Regions from separate parts of the Mus musculus genome. Here all the other regions are linked to region 1. A link is a contact called in public Micro-C data. All regions are on one chromosome and are shown on one strand. Each heading gives the region's core, a stretch centred on a gene start, on an enhancer-like site or on the middle of the called end of the contact. The rest is flanking DNA. Distances are from core to core; before and after follow the strand shown. Region 1 holds the start of Ogfod3 (2-oxoglutarate and iron-dependent oxygenase domain containing 3). Region 2 holds the start of Rab40b (Rab40B, member RAS oncogene family). Region 3 holds the start of Fn3krp (fructosamine 3 kinase related protein).

Region 1 (4,024 bases), core at 436-2,935:
TTAATCACCGCTAATTTCTTAGCTCCAGCTAACCAGCATCAATAGTCCCAGTAATGCAAAGTTTTTGCTTTAGTAGTTCTGGTATCTTGTTAATCACAGCTGATTCTTCAGCCCCAGCTAACCAGAACTACAGAATCTTCACAATCAAAACAGCAATGGCCCTGAAAAGAGTCTTTAATTTTCCCTCTGAAATTTCACAAACCAAACCTCCATCTTCTGCACTGTTCTCAACATTATCTTCCAAGCTCCTACACAACATCTGACAGAGCTCTTAACAACGAATGGATCTTCAAGCCCAAAGTTCCAAAGTCCTTCCACAGTCCTCCCCAGAACATGGTCAGGTTGTCACAGGAATACCCCACTCCTGGTACCAATTTGTCTTAGTCAGGGTTTCTATTCCTGCACAAACATCATGACCAAGAAGCAAGTTGGGGAGGAAAGGGTTTATTCGGCTTACACTTCCATACTGCTGTTCATCACCAAAGGAAGTCAGGACTGGAACTCAAGCAGGTCAGGAAGCAGGAGCTGATGCAGAGGCCATGGAGGGATGTTCTTCATTGGCTTGCCTCACCTGGCTTGCTCAGCCTGCTCTCTTATAGAACTAAGACTACCAGCCCTGAGATGGTCCCACCCACAAGGGGCCTTTCCCCCTTGATCACTAATTGAGAAAATGCCTTACAGTTGGATCTCATGGAGGCATTTCCTCAACTGAAGCTCCTTTCTCTGTGATAACTCCAGCTGTGTCAAGTTGACACAAAGCTAGCCAGTACACCACCCCACCCCCTCCTGAGGAAGGAGGATTAAAGTTTAAGACTTGCCTGGGCTATAAAGGAAGGTCAAGGCTAGACTTTGCAACTTAATAAGACCCTGTCTCCAGACTAATAAGTAAAATAAGGACTGGATTGCTTAGTGGTACAACACTTGTCTAGCATGCAGAAGGCCTTAGGTTCAATTCCTCGTACTGAAAAACAATTAAGGCAGTGGTAATTTGGAGAGATGGTGACTAGCTCCGTGATACAGCACCGGCTGCTCATTATGCCAGGAACCCTGCGATCCACCCTGGCTACTGCAAATAACAACAACAATAACCTGAAAAGGGAATAAACTCTACATATATCAGAACTGACTATAGTTTCCATTACAGTTCATTTCTGGAGGACACTGAAGCAGTCAAGATATTAGAAACAGTTTTCCTACCTTCTGTAAAATCACAAGCGATTATTAAAAAGAATTACAGAGTTGTGCATCCAGTTGCATGATTTCACCTGCTCGTCCTGTGCAAGGACTCAAAAGTCCTAGCCTTAGGAACCACACCCCCCCTACGCTCGCCCTCAATCCCCAACCCTGCCCGACCTGCCACTCTCAGGCAGTTCAAAGTCCCTGACAGGCTTCTCAATGCAGCTCTCGGGGCCGGGGAAAGGAGAGGGCGGCGGCCGTAGGAGACAGGTCATCCGGGCCCAGCACAATCGGTGGCTGTGGGCTTGACTCACCCGCGTCGCCGCCGCAGCCCAGCTACAGGAGAAGACAGAATTCCGCAGGTGCCTCAGGGTTGCAGTGCCAAGGGCCGAGAAGGCTCCGCCTCCCCCCACCCCACCCCACCCCCGCCACCGCTCGGCCTCCGATTGCTCTCGTCTGGCCGTGAGCCGGACGAAGACCGAGCGCGTCGCTCCCGCGTCCCGACCCCGTTCCCGCCTCGCTTTCGCTGTCGCAGCTATTGCCCCGAGTTTGGTGGCTCTCGTGTCGTAGCTGGCTCTGCGACGGCTGGGCCCGATGGCGCCTCAGCGGAGGGGACCACCCAGAATTCCCGAGGGAAGTAGTGCTGCAGAGCGCCGGCGCGCGACCAGGTAGCGGGATCCTTAGGGACCGGGAGGCCGCGCGCCACAGCGGGCGGAGCCTGACTGGTGTGTGTGGGCGTGGCCACTCCGAGGGCGGGGTCGGAGGGAGGCAGAGCGTGGTCTTGATTGCTGTGTCCTTGGCAGAGTGAGGCGTGGCCATCCCAGGGGTGGGACCTAACAGGGGTGGGACGTGCTCATGACAAGGCGGGGTCTGACTCGTGTCTGGGTTGGTCCCTGGCTAGAGGTGACAGGTGGGACCAGCCCTACTGAGACTTGAGCAGGCTTAATTTAGAGAGAGGGCGTGGTAGTGTGGGCGTGATTGATGTGTTGGGGCGTGACTTGGTTAGTGTATCCTGCGGCATCCTTTCTATAGTGAAAATGTCCACGTGGCTGCCCACCTCCAAGCTCTGCACAGAGGCCCTGCCCACAGGAAACCTCTTCTTGGAGTCGAGCTGCATTCAGTCACGTGAACAGGTTTCTCTCGCTAGGGACCCTTTTTGAGCCTTTAGGACTCCCCACCCACTACATGGTCTGTCTCCTCACATCTCTGCTGGTTACCTCATCCCAGCCTTTCACACCTCACCTATCCAAAACTGGCCTTGTGAGCCTCTGTCAAACCCACACCTGAAATGGTAACTAAGAAACGGAGTCCTTAGGGACAGGGACCTAACTCTGACAATTCTGCATGTATTTTGAGACCTTTCCTGGACAGCAGAGCTCAGCCACTCTAGTTATACACACAGAAGTGTAGAGACACAGACACAGCTTCATCAGGGACCGGACCACACAGACCTGGGTCGTAGAGGAAACTTACACATATCATTTCTGACATTCTTCTGTGCTCTTTCTGGCTCCAGGTTTATGATTTGAGTTAAGTAGATATGCTTCATGTACGCTGGTTTACGTACACATGTGTTCGTGTAGAAACACAGGCTTGGGATGGGGCAGTCATATATGGATGCATGAGTGATCAGAGACTCACATGCCCTGACAATCCTCCAAATAGGTGCTCTGTGGGCTGGACAGAAATTACCTATGGTCAGCCCACAATTTTTTTGCCCATTGAAGCACATATTCAGCCCTGTCTGGTCAGAGAAGACAGGTCCATATACTGCCTGGGAAGCTCTTCTGAGGGGTGGTGATGGTGGGCATCCTGATAAGCTTGAGTTGTGGATGGAAGTAGATGCCCTACTTCCCACCAGCTGCCTCATAATTAGCTTACAAGTACTTCCCATATCTCAGGATTGATGGGATGCATCCATCTTGATCAGAGATCAGTGTAGACACAGCCCAAGCCTGGTGGCATCCAGTGTGAACATCTTGTGAGTTTGATTGGCATGCTTAGTATGATGGCTGCATCCAGTGGCTGGTTATCGTCTCTTTCTTTAGTACCAAGAAGGACCGGCTGCCTCGGGAGGCACAGAGGACATGGCTAAGGATTGTGGCCTTTGGGGTCGGCCTTGCTCTGGTCACATGTCTGCTCTGGAGTAGTGTGGGGATCGATGATGATGTTGCTGAGGTTGTGGCCCGTCGTGGTGAGGTCCTAGAAGGCAGGTTCATTGAGGTTCCCTGCTCTGAGGACTACGATGGTCACCGAAGGTTTGAAGGTATGTGCCACCGGCTTCTCAGTAAATTAGAGTGGCTGGTAGGGGCTGGAGACATGGCTCAGCATTCAAGAACATTTGTTGAATTTCCAGAAGACCAGATATCAGTTCCTAACACCCTTGACTGGCAGCTCACAGCTGCCTGTAACTTCACCTTCAGGAGATCCAACTTCTCCTGCAGGCACCTGCGGTTATGTGCATATAGTTATACCCAGACACACAGGACGTGACAGAAATGAAACTCAGCATTGACTTTTGCTACAGTTAAAACAATATATGTGGGCAGAGACAAGCCTTCCCTTCCCAGATAGGCAAGCTCACGCTTGGTTGGAAAATAAAGATGTTTCAGAGTTGGCTTCCAGTGCCACTCAGATGCAGGCAGCACCTTATCAGGCTTCTGTGCCCAGAGGCTGCCTGCAGAGAGGTAACAGAATTAGGGAGCCAAGAAAGGGTCAGCCAGATGGCTTAGCTGTTAAAACACGTAACACAAACTGGATGACCTGAGTTCAGTATCCTGAACCTACACAGTAGGAGAGAACCAACTGCTGTCTGTAGTTCTCCGACCTCTACACGCTAGTTATAAGC
Region 2 (3,576 bases), core at 151-2,650, 180 kb before region 1:
TAGTGCAGCTTTAGTTGGCAAATCAATAGGGAAAGGCTGTCTGGACTCAGACATTCTAAAGCGCTCTCTCTAAGGAAGGTTTTTCTGTGTGGGCGATTGTTGCCATGTCATGGTCCTCTGAAATAATTACAGCTCAGGTATTCTTGGTTAGCAACAGTGTAATCTTGAGTCAAAGATAGTATTCTGAGTCAAAAATGGCTCAGCGAGACCATCCATTCTAGCTGGGTAGTGGTGGCCGATGTCTTTAATACCACACTCAGGAGGCAGAGGCAGGCAGATCTCAAGACCAGCCTGATCTACAAAGCCAGTTTCAGGACAGAAAGGGCTACTCAGGGAAACCCTGTCTCGAAAAACCCTATCTCAATTACCTATTCTAGACTGGCAGCCATATCTTGTAATTAGAGCTTATTATAGTCAACTCTTTGAAAGGATAGTGTTCCTGCAGGGAGGCAGCGGTCACCTTGCTCCAAGACCAGCCTGTTCTGAGCCAAACCGGCCTTGTCCTGAATCACAGCACAGCTGTGGCGCTTAGAACAATGTTCACAAATGCTTTCGTAATTTTCATCCACTGCTTTTTCTTTTCCATCCGGAAATGTATCCTTCTTAACAGAGAGGAGGCACGATTGCAAGAGGTGCTTCCACTTCAGGTTGTATAAAGATGTAGGTAGCGGGGATGCTAAACTATGATTACTCTAAATAACTTAGTTCCCACTGGTGAGGTGCTCCTGAACAGAGAGCAGATTCACTGCTCCCTTGGGGTAAAAGAGATCAGAGACAGACAGGTCCCCGTCATGTGCTCTCTGACAACAACCTCACAGGCACACGATGCACACACACACACACACACTCACACTGACATGCATGGACAGAAACCCGTGGAGACCTCGAGGCACCCACTAGCAGACACCTTTAGAGGTGCACTTGTCCATGTGTCCACTTGGTGCTGAAACTCACAACTACCTGTAACTTTAGTTACATCTGATGCCTACATGAACACATGAACATGCTAAGCTCTCACGCTAGCATTCAAAGCTCTGTGGAGCTGTGGGACAAATTCTCGTTTCCAGGCAGGGATTCAACACTTCCCACACCAATCTGGAGCCAACTCCTGTTACGCACTGATACAGGGGAGGGAGTAAACACTGACCACGCCCCTCCTCTCTATGCCATTCTTCCATTGGTTTGCAGGAGCAAACCTCTCCCCCCCCCTTCGGTTTCTTCTGGCTCGGCCTTCGGACCTCCATTGGCTTAGGCAACAAGTCCTCCCAGGAGAGGCGGTGGGCGTGGTGCGGAGGCGTAAAGAAATAGATGGGCGAGCTTGCTAACCAATGAGCATGTGTATATACCTCAGCAACTGAGGCTCGCCAATGGCAAGGTAAGGTGGGCGGGGCTCTTCAGCTGTCAAGCTCCCCCGACCGGTGGAGCGTTCGAGGGGCCCGCGGCGCTCGGGGACCCTCCGCCGCCTGCGCGCAGCCTTGGGCCGGTATGGGCGGGGTGGCTGGGCCGGCATGATGAGCTCCCTGGGCAGCCCGGTGCGGGCCTACGATTTTCTACTTAAGTTCCTGTTGGTGGGCGACAGCGACGTGGGCAAGGGAGAGATCCTGGCCAGCTTGCAGGACGGAGCAGCCGAGTCTCCTTACGGCCACCCGGCGGGTGAGCGCGGCTGCAGCACCCGGAGGCGCAGCGCTGGGGTGTCGGTGCGAGCGGCCTCTCCAGCGTGGGTCCCGGGAGCGGCTGGGCAGGGCTAGGAACCGCATGCTGGGGAAGACTGCGCTCTGTGGACGGAGTCCGCAAAGCAGCTCAGGGTGGTCGTCGAGGGACATCGCAGGTGCTAGCTACGTGTTCGGAGAAGTGTGTGGGATTACAGGAGGCGTGGGCAGAGAGACAGCGGTCCACGGAGCTGAGGTCTGAGACCACAGTCTCTGAGGCTATGACCTTTTGGTGCGTGGAACTGCAAGCAGAGAGTAGCAAGACTAGACTCCAGCCTTTGATTCCAAGCACTAAGCTCTGTGTCCTAGTGGACAGGACTTCCAAGAGGAGGAAGAGGAATCTAAGTGACCCTGTAGAATTGGCTAGGGTGTAGGAAGGAACCCAACTAAGAGACTGGAGTCCAGGAGACTGGACACGGGTGAGACCAGAGCGTCTCAGGCTCCAGGGCAGTGAGCAGTGAGTGTCCTAGAAGCCTGAAGTTTAAGATCTTGCACCCCAGAGGAAGGAGACAGAGTGGCAGAATCCTGAGCAGAACATCCAAGAATAGTCACGTAGTGATCCATCCCTTTGACTGTGGCTGTGCACAGACTTCAGTGAATGCCTATTGTGTTGTTGTGGGGGTTTCAACACACCTTTCTAATACAGACCCTGCCCTGAGGCCTGCCACCCTCTGTTCTTTGGGCTTGCAGACTGCTTCCTGCATCTCCAGCCCCCTGGCAATGCCACAAGGCAAGGCCCTAAAACTGTGTGGTCCAATGCCATTTAACTACCAGGTTGGACCGCACAGATTTAGACCTTTCCTTTAGGACAAAGCTCTGTTGGACAGCATTACTGCGAGAACAAGGGCGTGACTGAAGACAGGGCTGTCTTCAGGTCCTGGTGCTCAATGAAACACCCAGGCTTCAGCAGAGGCAAAAGAGTAAAACGTTTAACAAGCCCCCAAAGGGGACGTGAGTCCCACAGTAAATGACTGATGTGGGCAGAGAGAAAGATGTGGATGACATGTGAGCAGACTTGCTGCTGGTTGGCTTGAGCAAGGCCCACTGCACTTCTGTTGCTTTTGTCTGTTTTCTGTTGTCAACATGGTCTAAGAGATTGAGGAGAATTGATGCCGTAGTTGTGGCCATTGTGGCTTTTTGATTTACTACATATTTCTCTTAGGGCTAAGAAAAGAGCATGGGAAGAGCAAGCCAGGTATGGCAGCTCACACCTGTAATCCCAGCATTCAAGAAGCAGGGGGGTGGGGGTGGGGAATTGCCATGAGTTTGAGGCCAGTCTGTGCTACAGTATGAGACCCTGTCTGGGGAAAAAAAAACAAAACAAAATGGGAGGGAGTAAATTAGGGAGGGGAGATAAAAAAAAAAGCAGGAAAATAAACAAGTAGGGGTGAGGTAAACGTTATGAAGCTTGGGTCATTATTTTGTTATAAAGACATTCTCTCAGTCTCTGAGTGTCTCTCTCAGTGCTCTGGCAGTGGAAGATGCGGTCTTCCCGGCTTCATGCTCCACTCTCGGTTTCATGCTCCACTCTCTTCTTCCATGTCCGGGTTTTGTAGCCCACTTTGCAATTTCCATACTTCAGAGGTTTGGAACGCTCAGTTTCATTTTGTAGATCTAATACCGGTGCTCAGTATTCATGCAGTATTTAAATGAATTCAGAGCCAGGCATTGGTGGCAGCACGCCTTTAATCCCAGCACTCGGGAGGCAGAGGCAGGCGGATCTCTGAGTTCAAGGCCAGTCTGGTCTACAGATTGAGTTCCAGGACAGCCAGGGCTACACAGAGAAACCCTGTCTCAGAAAAAAAAAAATGAGTTCAGTGTTGGCTAACTCTTAACTATAGCTACTCCTGAGTTTAAAACCTTCTGA
Region 3 (3,735 bases), core at 90-2,589, 220 kb before region 1:
CCTGAACTCAACTCCAAACAACAGAAAACACACACACACACACCACTAGTTTGAAGATGCAGCTCAGTGGTATGTATCATACTTGCTTAGGATGTGCATGGCTCTGGGTTCAACCTGTCATCACAAAGAAAAAACAAATCAAAGTGGAAATACTGAGGGCTGTAGAGAAAGGCTACTATATAAAAACAAGCAAAACCAGAACAGAGAGGCCCAGCTGTAGAACATGCAGGAGACCACGAAGACTGTGGCTGAGGGCAAACTGATGGCTGAAGACAGGGGTTGAGGCAAGTCCTGAGAAAATAAGGGTATTCCAAAGGTTAACACACATGGGAGAGGCAGGTTCCTTTCTTGAAAGAAAAATGACCACAAATGCAAAAAGCTAGGCTCGTGGCTAGAACCTGCAATCCCAGCACTCCAAGAGACAGAAACAAAAGGGTTGAGTTTGGAAGTCAGCCTTAGTGACAGAAACCAACTCTAACGTGGAGGGTGTGTAGGGCTTAACAAGAAGATAAACACCTTCAGTTTCGTCTTTAAAAAAACTTTGCCAAGTTCTACAGAAGCCATCCACGTCCCTTCCAAACAAAACCTGGAGTGAACAGCTTAAAATGACAAAGGGACAGCAGCAACCAGGAACACAACTGAAGCCTTGGGGCTCTCACCCTATCTTCCATTGGGCGCTTCAGAAAAAGTTCACTCTCAAACAGAACGTGGTGGGATGAGTGTGTTATTTTGATCCTTTAAGATCTTTGATCTGAGTTTTGAAATAAGCTCCAGATAAACACGAGTACTCTGGCGTTTCTCAAAACTAACCAGCCAGACGTGAAGGCTTTCTCAAAGAAGCGGGCATAGCAATCTCTGAATACCACGCGCTGCACCTGCATAGCCACCGTTGCCTTAGCGGGCACAGCGGGCAAGGGCAGGGAAGCCGGAGGCCAAAGGGAAATCGCCGGGCTGTGGACAGCGGGCAGAGACTGTCGCTGAAGACTGAGTCTCTAGCGCTACCCAACCCGGGTCAGCTCAGGATCTCACACACCCCGGACCCAAACCACCGCCCCATTTTAGCCTCGGGTCAACGAGCCCGACCCTCACCCAGCGCCGGTGGCCCTACCTCTGCCTTGGAGTTCACTTTCACAAACACTCGTCCTTTGTCCGTGTCATAACTCTGGCCCTGGCTAATGCACCCGCCTCCCGAGTGACCCGTAGCTTTGACCGAGCTGCAGCCCAGCTCCCGCTTAAGCAGGGTCTCCATGAGAGCAGTTCCCCAGCCGACCCAGTTCAGGCCTGGAGCAGAAGCGGGTACAGGGGCGGGGCGGGGTAGACACAGACCAGTGACGGGATTGGGTGACAAGAAGGAAGGGGCGGGGAAACCTTTGGGAGGGGCGTGGCCTGACTGGTTAGGATTGGTTGAGAGGCAGAGAGACCGCTGCCAAGTTTTCTCTGGCTGCTGGAGCGCAGGAGCCGGGTGGTAAGTGGGTGGAGCGCCCAGCCTCCCCGCTCTGGTGTGCTGAACTCTCTCAATTCAAACCTGTTTAAAACAATTCCCAGACAGCTGTGTAGAAGGACGGAGGTTGCTCCCTCCGCTCCGGGTTCTGTCTGAAACCGCCAGCGAGGTGAAGCTGAGCCCTTAGGGTTTTGCAGAGGATGACGCATCCTTTCTCAGGGATGTGCTGGCCGCGAGACCATTTCCCTGGCCAGGAGGCCTGCCCTCCTGTGGGAGGTATGGAGGTCCTTGTGCCTACAAGTTAAGCACTAGTAGAACCAGGAATGTAACGCAGAGTTGTTCCTTCGAAGGAAAGGATGCATAGCCTGTGAGCAGATGTAGTTGCCCAGGACCTTTGTACTAATCTGTGTGCTGGACCACACGGGATCCTCTCCCAAACCCTTCTCATGAGTTTGTCAATCTACAGAACCGATCTTTAAGATGTTGATCCCACTGGTCAAGAATAAGACCACATAAATTAAATTAAATTTCATGTAAGCTTTAATACTTTAAGTACTGCCCACGTGGATGTACTTTGGTCAGATCCTTGCCCAGGTTCCCAGGGAAATGGCCCCAGTCAGATTTTGCAGGGGCTTAAAAAAGCAAAAAACACAATTCAGCGCATTTCCAGTCAGGTCCAATCAGTGGCAAGCATACATTCTGACGTATTTCCTACTCATATACCTCCCTTCCACGTGTGAGCAAGCAGATCTGGTATAGATGGGCCAAATAAACTTGTTTAAAGAAGTGAAAACTCGTGACTTGTTATTTTCCATAAATAATAGCCTTTAGCATTTCAAGAAGTATCTGTCCTTGGGCAAGGAGCTTACAGGTCAGATGCATTTTTTTTTTTCATGGATCGCTTAGGCATAGTAATTAAAACTTAAAACATAACTTTGGCTTTCACAATGTCACATGTACGTCACAAAGAGTTTCAACATACTCACACCTTAAGTTTTATTTTGCACACAAGATTGAGTTGATCACCAGGAAATTTTTCACTAAATTGTGCTGCGACTAAAATATGCCTAAATAAACTACACTGGGTCAGACTTGAAGTTTGAACCAACGCCAGTCACCTAGTCTTATTAAACAGAACTGCCACTACCGGGCAGTGGTGACACTTGCCTTTAATCCCAGCACTTGGGAGACAGAGGCAGGTGGATTTCTGAGTTCAAAGCCAGCCTGGTCTACAGAGTGAGTTCCAGGACACCAGGGCTACACAGAGAAACCCTGTCTCAAAAACAAACAAACAAAACAAAACAAAACAAAACCCAGAACTGACTTCTTGCCTCTGCCTGTCTATCCTTATTCTGCTAGCTGTAATGGTTATAAAGACCCTCTCCAGCCCTCCCTGTCCCAAACGTAGAGTAAAAGGACCAGAGACAAAGGGAAAAACACCTTGACCCTGACTTGACTCCAAGCCAAATCCAGGGCCAAGAAACAGAAACACCAATCCCTGAACATGAAATCACGCCAATCTCTAAACTTGCCCCAAGTTTAGGCCACAAAAATTTCACCAATCTCCAGGACAATCTGGAAAGCTCCCCACCTTCACCCCAAGAAACCCCTCACAAAGCCTGTGTTCTGCTCTGCTCCCTGCTGCTTCTCATCCAAGCAGAGGCAGCCACCCTCCTGGGTTTTCCCTCCCAATAAATATCTCGTATGAGGTTTGTTGTGCAGTGTGATTTTGTGGAGCAGAGCTGTAACACTTGTCTTGAGGAAATTTTCCCCCACTGGAGCAGAGCTACAACATTTTTGCTGGAGAAACGTTCCCCTGCAGGAGCAAAGTTATAACTTATACCCTGGATGCTCACCCTCCAGCACTCAGCTCAGCTGTCCTCTCAGTCTGTCCGAGCTTCCAGGTCTGTGACAATGATCTGCAGTGCAGGACTCAGACTGTTTAAGTGTGTAAGTCCTAAACTGGAGGGGCATGCTGCTTCCAATACAGGAGTTTTGTATTATATGAGATTAACAGATTAGCTTGTGTCTCAGCCAGAACTGTGTTCAGTTCCAACACAGGTTAAAAATCTGTCTTGCTCAGAGGAAAAAACCCAGCAGGATGCATGTATAAAGAGACTTAAGAAACTGCAAATCTGGAATCAGTAGGATCTGCTGGCAGGCTGGAGATAAAGAGATGTTGTCTGAGTCACGGTCCTCCTCCCACAAAATTCCTTCTCGTGGATGGTTGATTTGTTCTGTTGAGACCTCTAGCTGGCCTACACTGTGGAGGGAAATGTGCCTACTCCAGACCC

Evidence for each region. Hi-C and Micro-C count contacts between places; a contact is called where the count stands out from the background.
Region 2: a contact with region 1 is called in a Micro-C map of embryonic stem cells, with 9 times the contacts expected there. The contact joins the promoter of Rab40b here to the promoter of Ogfod3 in region 1. A contact is called at or near these places in 3 of 484 Hi-C or Micro-C datasets (all in embryonic stem cells), 1 of 115 datasets of contacts at active chromatin or transcription factors (extraembryonic endoderm stem cells) and 3 of 9 other capture datasets (adipose tissue, liver and pancreatic islet).
Region 3: a Micro-C map of embryonic stem cells shows a contact between it and region 1, with 3 times the contacts expected there. The contact joins the promoter of Fn3krp here to the promoter of Ogfod3 in region 1. A contact is called at or near these places in 1 of 39 promoter capture datasets (pre-B cells), 1 of 484 Hi-C or Micro-C datasets (embryonic stem cells), 1 of 115 datasets of contacts at active chromatin or transcription factors (embryonic stem cells) and 3 of 9 other capture datasets (adipose tissue, liver and pancreatic islet).

What each region holds. Positions count from the first base shown.
Region 1 is chr11:121,202,309-121,206,332 of GRCm38.p6, reverse strand. It overlaps Ogfod3 (2-oxoglutarate and iron-dependent oxygenase domain containing 3), which reads left to right and starts at 1,685. Exons shown (of 9, transcript NM_025402.2): 1 at 1,685-1,844; 2 at 3,225-3,442. The coding sequence starts at 1,771. It also overlaps a transcript of Hexdc not described here.
Region 2 is chr11:121,386,075-121,389,650 of GRCm38.p6, reverse strand. It overlaps Rab40b (Rab40B, member RAS oncogene family), which reads left to right and starts at 1,400. Exons shown (of 6, transcript NM_139147.3): 1 at 1,400-1,653. The coding sequence starts at 1,509. It overlaps Mir7236 (microRNA 7236), which reads left to right and starts at 2,447; the gene lies at 2,447-2,506.
Region 3 is chr11:121,418,977-121,422,711 of GRCm38.p6, reverse strand. Fn3krp (fructosamine 3 kinase related protein) reads right to left here and starts at 1,339. Exons shown (of 6, transcript NM_181420.3): 1 at 1,109-1,339. The coding sequence starts at 1,249.